2 separate regions of the Mus musculus genome follow, and region 1 is linked to region 2. The links are chromatin contacts, called in public promoter capture Hi-C maps. All regions are on one chromosome and are shown on one strand. Each heading gives the region's core, a stretch centred on a gene start, on an enhancer-like site or on the middle of the called end of the contact. The rest is flanking DNA. Distances are from core to core; before and after follow the strand shown. Region 1 holds the start of Man1a (mannosidase 1, alpha). Region 2 has its middle 140 kb from the start of Fam184a.

Region 1 (4,261 bases), core at 36-2,535, 190 kb before region 2:
CCTTGGCTTTTTTACTTTATGCACACAGCACAACACCTGGAAACAACTGTGCTGTGGGCACTCTCCTGGAAGTTGCCAGCTGTTTTCCTCTGGTTTAAGACAAGTAAAGGGCACACTTTAAAATCATGTTTCCGGAGAAGGTTGAGGGTAAACAGAGCTGCTACAAACCAGCTTTCAGGAGTGGGAAGTCAGTCAAATTTCCCTCTGGTAACTGTTTCTTTGTGGAGCAACAGGGGATTCATAACACAGTTTGGGAAATGTTTTCTTGTCTCTTCACCCTGAGGCAGGGGGTTCCCAGCCAGGTCAAAATGTAGATCTATGCAATATCAGCAGGGCATTCCAATGGATGTCATGGGAGGTGGAGCCAGTTTCCATGACATTCCATGAGACTGAATACTGCAAGGCTGTGTTGAAAACAATCTCTGTTGGACCAAGTCTTGCCTTCGCTGGGAGTTGTCGCATCCAAGACTTAATTTCAACAGGGTTCAATTTATTGCTTGGAGCTCTGGCAGCATAAAACTGTCTTCTTTGAATGGAAAATTTGACCAACTGCGATGAGGTAAATGAATTTCGAAAGTGGGGGGGGTGTGGGGGAGTGTGGGGGAGTCATACAACTTTTGTTGTTGTTGTTGTTTATTGTAAGGGGAAGAGGGTGTATACTTAGAGCCCCAAGCAGTCCCCAAACCCCAAGTCGCCTAGGATGTAAAAGGCTCTTAACGAGGTAGAGTAGAGAGCTCAAAAGCTTTGTGGAGGAGCCTGGAGACTTTGGATTTGAGAGTTATTGGGCACCGGGGAATCCCTGTCTTGGGTAATAAGGGGTGGCTGGAGAAAAGCCTTCAAAACCACTTCAAAACCACGGCTTGCCCCCGCAATCCCCTGCATGCTCTTCGGGATCGCCAATTTCGAGTACTGGGGCAAGCTGTCGCTACCATATTAGTAGTGGTCACTCGGGGATCCACTACCTTTGGGGCTTCGGCTTGAATAGGTTTTGGGCGGAATAAGCTCGGACCAACTCCGGCTCTGGTCCTCCGGGCGAGTCTTAACACGGCTCCCGGGCGCAGTTCCAGTCCTCGGGAGCCCAGGGGAGCCGCGACCTCCCCGCCTCTGCCGGGTCCCGGAGAGGCAGCGCTTCCCGTAAACTCCCCGCCCCGTGCGGCCCCCTCCCCGCCTCGGCTCCACCCCCGCGGGACCCTGGGAGGCGTAAGATTGGCCCGGACGCGCTGTCACTCTCCGGACGCGTCACCGCCCTCGTTTCCGACCGCTCGGGAGACCGGCAGTGCTATTAGTGCACGGCGGGGCCGCGACGGAGGGCAGTACGGTGCCTGGTTCGCTGGCTCACGCCGGCAGGTCGGTGCGCTCGCTCACCTGAGCCGTGTCCCGGGGCCTCAGAGCCACCCGGCTGTACGCGTGCTACCACCCGCCGGGAAGCGCTCGGAGATGGGCAGCTGGAGAAGTTGACGAACCCCCTACGCACGCGGCGCCCTTGCTGCCCAGAGGTGCGCCGCCCTTGCCACCGAGGTGCCCGCTGTGCTGACCCAGATGTCGCGGGACACCCTGCCTCCGCGGCTGGAAAACTTCACCCCAAGTCCAAAGTGGGCTCTGAGGGTGGTGCCCGCGGCTGGACCCCGGGGTTGCCTGCCGGGATACGGTCCTGCGGATCCCGGGTCCAGGGGAGGGCGGAGACCCCACTGGAAACTTTCTCAGCACCTTCCTAACCACTGCGCTTTTACTGTCTCCTCTCCCCCCAACAGGGGCTGCAGCCAGCGGTTTGCCGCGCGTGCCTGTTTGCCAAAGGAGCCGCCCCGGCGAGGATCGCCGGAGGGGAGCCGCTTCAAGCGGGGAGACCCGCAGCCCAGACACGCGCTCTGGGCGGCCTGGATGCGCAAGAGCCGGCCCCGCAGCCGCTGACAGCCGGCGGCAGCGAAGTTTGGCTGCTGAGCGGCTCGGCGCCGGGCCCCTGGACAGACTGTCAGCCGGCGGCTACAACCTCCGGAGCGATGCCCGTGGGGGGCCTGTTGCCGCTCTTCAGTAGCCCTGGGGGCGGCGGCCTGGGCAGTGGCCTGGGCGGGGGGCTTGGCGGCGGGAGGAAGGGGTCTGGCCCCGCTGCCTTCCGCCTCACCGAGAAGTTCGTGCTGCTGCTGGTGTTCAGCGCCTTCATCACGCTCTGCTTCGGGGCAATCTTCTTCCTGCCTGACTCCTCCAAGCTGCTCAGCGGGGTCCTGTTCCACTCCAACCCTGCCTTGCAGCCGCCGGCGGAGCACAAGCCCGGGCTCGGGGCGCGTGCGGAGGATGCCGCCGAGGGGAGAGTCCGGCACCGCGAGGAAGGCGCGCCTGGGGACCCTGGAGCTGGACTGGAAGACAACTTAGCCAGGATCCGCGAAAACCACGAGCGGGCTCTCAGGGAAGCCAAGGAGACCCTGCAGAAGCTGCCGGAGGAGATCCAAAGAGACATTCTGCTGGAGAAGGAAAAGGTGGCCCAGGACCAGCTGCGTGACAAGGATCTGTTTAGGGGCTTGCCCAAGGTGGACTTCCTGCCCCCCGTCGGGGTAGAGAACCGGGAGCCCGCTGACGCCACCATCCGTGAGAAGAGGGCAAAGATCAAAGAGGTGAGTAAAGCCTGCCTGAAATCCCACTCACGCTGCTGTTTTCTGGGAGGTTTGATAAACGATTGGAACTTAGGACTTCACCTTTATCATGCAAAGGCGAGGGAAGTCATCGCTTCCACCACCGTGCCAAAGGCTACACGTTTTTCCTTTTACTACCTCAGGATAAGTGACCAGTGAGGATCTGGGGCTGAATCCCATTGAACTTGCATGCTTTGGTGAGCTTAAGCTATAAGAGGCAGGGGTGAGTGAATACACTGGGCACAGGAGATAGCTGCCTCCTCCTTGCTGGCTGCAGTTAGTCTACCCTGCAGTCATTGTGCAGGTACTGAGCAGCTGTCCCCTTTAGAGAGGCTTGCAGGTGGTTTGAAATTGAAGCTGACTGTAAACACAGGGCATCAATCACACATGAGACACAGGTTATAACAGTGAGCCAACGCACGCCCCTTGTTCAGTCATGTGGCCCTCCCTGCCAGGTGTGTGTGTGTGTAACAGGCTGTAAACTTGAAACCTGAGACCTTGCGTCATGGGCCACATACTGTCTTTTACTGATTTAAAACATCACACGCACACACGCACACGCAGACACACACACACACACACACACACACACACACACACACAGATCTACTGTTTTCTGTGTTTCTAGAACATTGTCAGAAAGAAGGGGGTGTTCTCTGTGATGCAACAGGTCAGCCTGCCACAGCAGCTCAGTGACAAAGTTAATCTAGAGCAAACATGGACTTTGGTAAATCCTGTGTAATTTCTTTCTGGTTATTTTTACTCGCAACATGTGATTGGTTTCTGCAAGCTTAAAGGCGAAGGAACCCTAGAAAATCCTTTCAGTCTGTCATTTCAAAGGTGAAACTGAGGAATGACAGCTCAAGAAGCCATTGATGACCAAATTGAGACCTGAACGAAGGAGCTGCAGCTTCCCAGTTACCAGACTCTGGGGACATGTGTCCTTCCAGGCTGCTTTCTCTGTGTTTTCCTGGGAATCCAGTCCCGAGGAACTATGGAAAAGCATAGCATCCCAACTCTGGGTCCATCCTCTACATTATCAATGGATGTAGTATTTTTGTGAAGACATTGTTTTGCTATGGGATCCATTATCAGGAAACGGTCGTGATAGCATTGTAAGGGAGTAAACAGAACGTGGAGGCTGCAGAGACTGAAAGTGGCTACGGGATAGAGGGGTAGAGGCAGGTTGGTTGCCATAGGAGGTGAGTGAGACCAGATGAGATCAGGTAAGGTGTCACTGAGCAAGTTCAAGTGGACATGGGTTCCTCTCAGTCTCCTCTGAGATGAGCCTTTAACCCTCCAGGCTCATGGCTCTGTTTGATCATCCAGCATGCTTTCTGCTTTGCAGAGACACAGTAGAGGGACGGCTTCTGCTATCCTGGGTTGCTTTCTCTGACAGCTTTTCCTCTGTGAAATGCCAACAGTCCTACCCTTCTGAGAGAATGGGACACATTTCTGCTTCTTCCGAAACATCTTTCCACCCCTACCTCTTAGACTCCTTAGTCAATACGGACCATTAGAAGATTTACCCTCAAATGATCAGCATCTGCTGCTGCTGTTTGAGGACAGTAATCCATGAATGGCATGCTCTGAATTCATATGAGTGGGAAGTTTGTGTGGGCTGAAGCTGTAGGAAG
Region 2 (4,421 bases), core at 46-2,545:
GCTCACATTAAGAGATGTTTCAGACTTTGCACATTGTATATTTAGGCTTTTAACCTCTCCCAGAGATCAGATAAAAACCACAAAACCAAAAAGCATTCTTGGCGCACGTACTCAGCTCATTCTTTAAAGAGGGCTCCAGCATGTTCAGGCAGGAGCAGCAGCGATGTCTTCACAGGTTTTATGTATTGATTAACTGTAGAGGACATTCTGTTTGAAACGAAACTTGAATACCTGTTAAAGTAAATGGTTTGTTCTACTTTGAAGTAAAGGGCATGAAGGGAAAGGGAAACACACCCACCCCTCCCCCTCCCCAGAAGTTACCTTTTCATCCATGATGTGAAAGCAGGGCATGGGGCAGGAGGTATGACTACAGGACTTAGCAGTAAGATGTATGGGTTGGTTTTTCTTTGTTTTTTTTCTGAGTTTTTTTTTTTCCTTCTGGGATAAAAAATCAAAACCAAGTGCCAATTCCCACTGCCCTAAGCAAAAGTCACTAGATGGCTCCCTAGTGACCTTTCTTATAAAATACTCATGGGCCCTATAACTAAAGAGAAGACATAAAAAAAAAAAAAAAAAAAAAAAAAAAAAAAAAAAAACCCTTTTCCTTTCTGATAACAAATACATTAAGATTCCTAGATAGAAACCGGATGCACAGCAAAAGGAATAGCAGGAAGTGAGAATTCCTCTGGTGTTATTTCTGTTCGTTACCTTTATAACTCTTACAAGAGAGCCCGGGATTACTCAATCTCAAAAAACCACCAAATAACAAAATCAAAGTAAAAACAACACCTAAGCCAGGCAATTATCCACAGATTGTAGATGGACAGGACTGAGAGGCTACACCGCGTGGTAGAATGGGATGACAATTCAAAAGTCACCGCATCAAGCAGAAACTGAAAGACACAGGCAGAAGTTGTATTGCAACATATCAGAAATAAGAGTCAAAACGTGCATTAGACTTCTAGTGGACTGACATCTTACAGAAAAGAAATGGCCCAACAAGGTTGTATCCACGAAGGAAATACAGTAAATAGAGGGGAAACACATGGTGGCTTCTCCTACTCCTCTGCCCAGCATCTACTAGTACCTTTCATTGGTCGAGACTACTAGGAGGTCACAACAGGGAACCTGGGAAATGTAGTTCCTGCCTTGTGTAGGTAGCCACACTAAGGACCAGACTGATAGCAAATAGAAATGAGAGGAAACAGGTATTTACCTGGCAAACTGTACAGAGCTAACCACGGTTTGCCATTTAGGCCCTCCACTTAGCTTGAGAGGCCTTAAGCAAGATAAACAAGCCTCAAGTCCCCAGCTGCTGGAAACTGATAGATTGAGCAATTTCAGTGCTGTGGTCTACCAGTCCTTTCTGCGCGGTAAAAAAAAAAAAAAAAAAAAACAAAAAAAAAAAAAAAAACACAGGACATATTGTTGAGCCAGTAACTTTCGAATCTTACCACTCAGCTTAAACAGTTAAAAGGTACACTCACGCATCCAGGAAAGTTCAAAAAAGATATTTAACAACTGCTTTCAAGGAATAGGCTTCAGAGAAGGAAATTTATGAGCCCATAAAGCACTTGTTCTGAAGTTAGAAGGACAGATGGAAGTGAAATAAAGCCCGAATAAAGCCTGGCCATCAGAAAGACTGTCTTCAATGCCCATGATAAAACTTTGAACACTCTGCTTCCAATTGCAACTGATCCTAGCTCCCAATTTTCTCGAGAGGGATAGAGGTACTTATCTAAGTCTTCCTCCGCCAGACCAGAGAGCAGAACTTTAAATTCTACTTAGTTGAGCATGAAAATGATAAAAGCAAAATGATGGTATCAGAAAGAAAGTTTATATCACTTAAGGCTACCTGCCTTATTAGTTTGATATTGCTCAGCAATGTGCATTCCTGAATTTTAGTTTTATTTAATTAATTTTCTAAAAGACATTTGGAATATTGGTTCCTTATTCCTAAATGGGTTTAAATGGCAAGGTGTAATTTTTCAAGGCTACTACAGTTGTTACCTTAGAAACTTCCTCTGCGTCCCTCCCTCCTGTACTGTTGGCATCTAAGGTGAGTATTTACAAGTGTCATTAGTACATGATATAGCAATTACTCATTACTGGTCCCTTTGTCTCCTACAGAAGAGAGATGGACAACCAAAACAAGTCCTCAAAAGCAATTTAACTTTCTAATTGGAAAACTATATGTCAGTCAGCACTTCATATCGATGCAAAGTGAATAGCCTAGTCGCTATTGATAAGCTTAATAATGTGAATGCAGAATGGGGCCATTTAATGATCCTTTTAGAGGACAGAATTTAAGTATTTTTGTCCTTTTTCAAAAAAAAAAAACAAAAAGAATTGGGGCACTTTCTAATTTTTTTACTACTTTGTTTTTAGATAACAGATAAATAACAACTGAAATACCCAACTTAGGACAACCGTTGAAACAACTCTTCAGGAAAAAAATTAGAACAACTTTAAAATACATAAGTGAGTAGCTGGAAAATAATATGTAAGTTATGTATTCCTCTTATAGAAAAATAATTATACCTATTTGTCTTCAACTTTACTTAGATCAAAACACACAATAAGCATCTAATAAACCAGTAAGAACATAGCTTTTCGCCCTTTCTCCTCGTTCTGTGTCAACAGATAGCTCCCAGAATTTTAAGCATTTTGTAGATGTGCCTCTATTGCCTATCAATAACCTAAGGTTCTAGATCAGGAGTTCCCAACTTCCCTAATGCTGCTGCAATCCTATAATACAGTTCACCATGTTGTGATGACCCCAACCATAAAACTATTTTGTTACTACTTCATAACTGTAATTTTGTTACTGTTATGAATCATAATGTAAGTATCTGATATGCAGTATGCTCTTATATCATAGGATCACTTTATAAATAAATGGTTGTGAGCCACCATATGGCTGCTGGGAATTGAAATCAAGACCTCTGGAAGAACAGTCCTCCAGCCCATACGTGCCATTTTTCAATGTGGGAGATCTATGTTGTCCCTTGGTTACTGGTCTCCAAGACTCCTATCTATTTCTTTTATTTTCTTTCCTCGGTTATTACTTCATAATTATTTTCTGACCAACTCTAAGAACTTCACTTGGACAACCCTCTTGAGAGCTCTTCATATTTGAGTCATATATAATTGCAAAAGGCTCTTGAGTACGTACGTGCTTCCAAAGCTTTGCAACAGACATCCTTTATAGCCACTCCTCCCAAAGTGTTCACTGCTTATTTCCAGTATATGCTGCAGGAGATGCGAAACCTAATTTAGTATATAATGAACATTAATGGTCTGTAATCAGCTTATAATAAGAAATCAGCAAAACAAACAAGTACTTGGCTTGCTTAACATGTAATTAATAAAATTATTAATTCTGGACTGAGTGTAATGAATTCTGACAAGACCTTGGTTGCATTAATAGGAACAAGTTGCTCAGAGCCCTGGGGAGCAATGTCTTCTCTCCTACGATGCAAAGGACCTCATACCAAGTATAATACATATATATCAACAGTATCTTTCTCATACCAAGTATAATACATATATATCAACAGTATCTTTCTCATACCAAGTATAATACATATATATCAACAGTATCTTTCTCATACCAAGTATAATACATATATATCAACAGTATCTTTCTCATACCAAGTATAATACATATATATCAACAGTATCTTTCTCATACCAAGTATAATACATATATATCAACAGTATCTTCCTCATACCAAGTATAATACATATATATCAACAGTATCTTTCTCATACCAAGTATAATACATATATATCAACAGTATCTTTCTCATACCAAGTATAATACATATATATCAACAGTATCTTTCTCATACCAAGTATAATACATATATATCAACAGTATCTTTCTCATACCAAGTATAATACATATATATCAACAGTATCTTTCTCATACCAAGTATAATACATATATATCAACAGTATCTTTCTCATACCAAGTATAATACATATATATCAACAGTATCTTTCTCATACCAAGTATAATACATATATATCAACAGTATCTTTCCTGCAAAAGTAGATAATGAAATGCTTTTAAAGATGTGCTGTTTGGCTGGAACAAATATAAAATGATATTTGTGGATTATAGTCATATCCCTATAAAATGAGTTATCTGCTGCAACACCACCTGGAAGCTTCAGTGTTGAATTTTTTAAGGTTTATTTTATTATTTTTTCATTTTTTCTCCCTCTCCCTCTCTCCCTCTCTCTCTCTCTGTATGTATGTATGTTTCTCTGTGTGTGGCGAGGCAAGAACTAGCTCAGGTCCTCTGCAGCAGTAGCAAGCATGAGTTACTCTGCCTTCATGGTATGGGCTGTGGGCACCATTGCAATGAACCAATATGAGATGGAGAGATAGGAAAGACAGAAAACTGGAGCATG

Evidence for each region. Promoter capture Hi-C pulls out the DNA fragments that hold promoters and counts their contacts.
Region 1: a promoter capture Hi-C map of hematopoietic stem and progenitor cells shows a contact between it and region 2, with 4 times the contacts expected there. The contact joins the promoter of Man1a here to the enhancer-like site in region 2. A contact is called at or near these places in 11 of 39 promoter capture datasets (the 3T3-L1 cell line, 3T3-L1-derived adipocytes, the C10 cell line and 6 more), 11 of 484 Hi-C or Micro-C datasets (the Ba/F3 cell line, the C2C12 cell line, embryonic fibroblasts and 7 more), 8 of 115 datasets of contacts at active chromatin or transcription factors (the 230-238 cell line, bone marrow-derived macrophages, double positive thymocytes and 5 more) and 3 of 9 other capture datasets (adipose tissue, liver and pancreatic islet).

Annotation. Positions count from the first base shown.
Region 1 is chr10:54,072,761-54,077,021 of GRCm38.p6, reverse strand. Man1a (mannosidase 1, alpha) reads left to right here and starts at 1,285. Exons shown (of 13, transcript NM_008548.5): 1 at 1,285-1,496; 2 at 1,752-2,606. The coding sequence starts at 1,998. It overlaps Gm16998 (predicted gene, 16998), which reads right to left and starts at 1,100. Exons shown (of 3, transcript NR_038016.1): 1 at 169-1,100.
Region 2 is chr10:53,885,400-53,889,820 of GRCm38.p6, reverse strand. No RefSeq gene overlaps it. Among named protein-coding and RNA genes, the nearest start is that of Fam184a, 140 kb to the right of the region's middle. Within about 2 kb of position 1,295, at least 54 of the 459 cell types and tissues checked have an H3K27ac peak or open chromatin away from gene starts, as enhancers often do. A contact at or near this core is called in the Ba/F3 cell line, bone marrow-derived macrophages, fetal liver and 4 more, where this site is marked.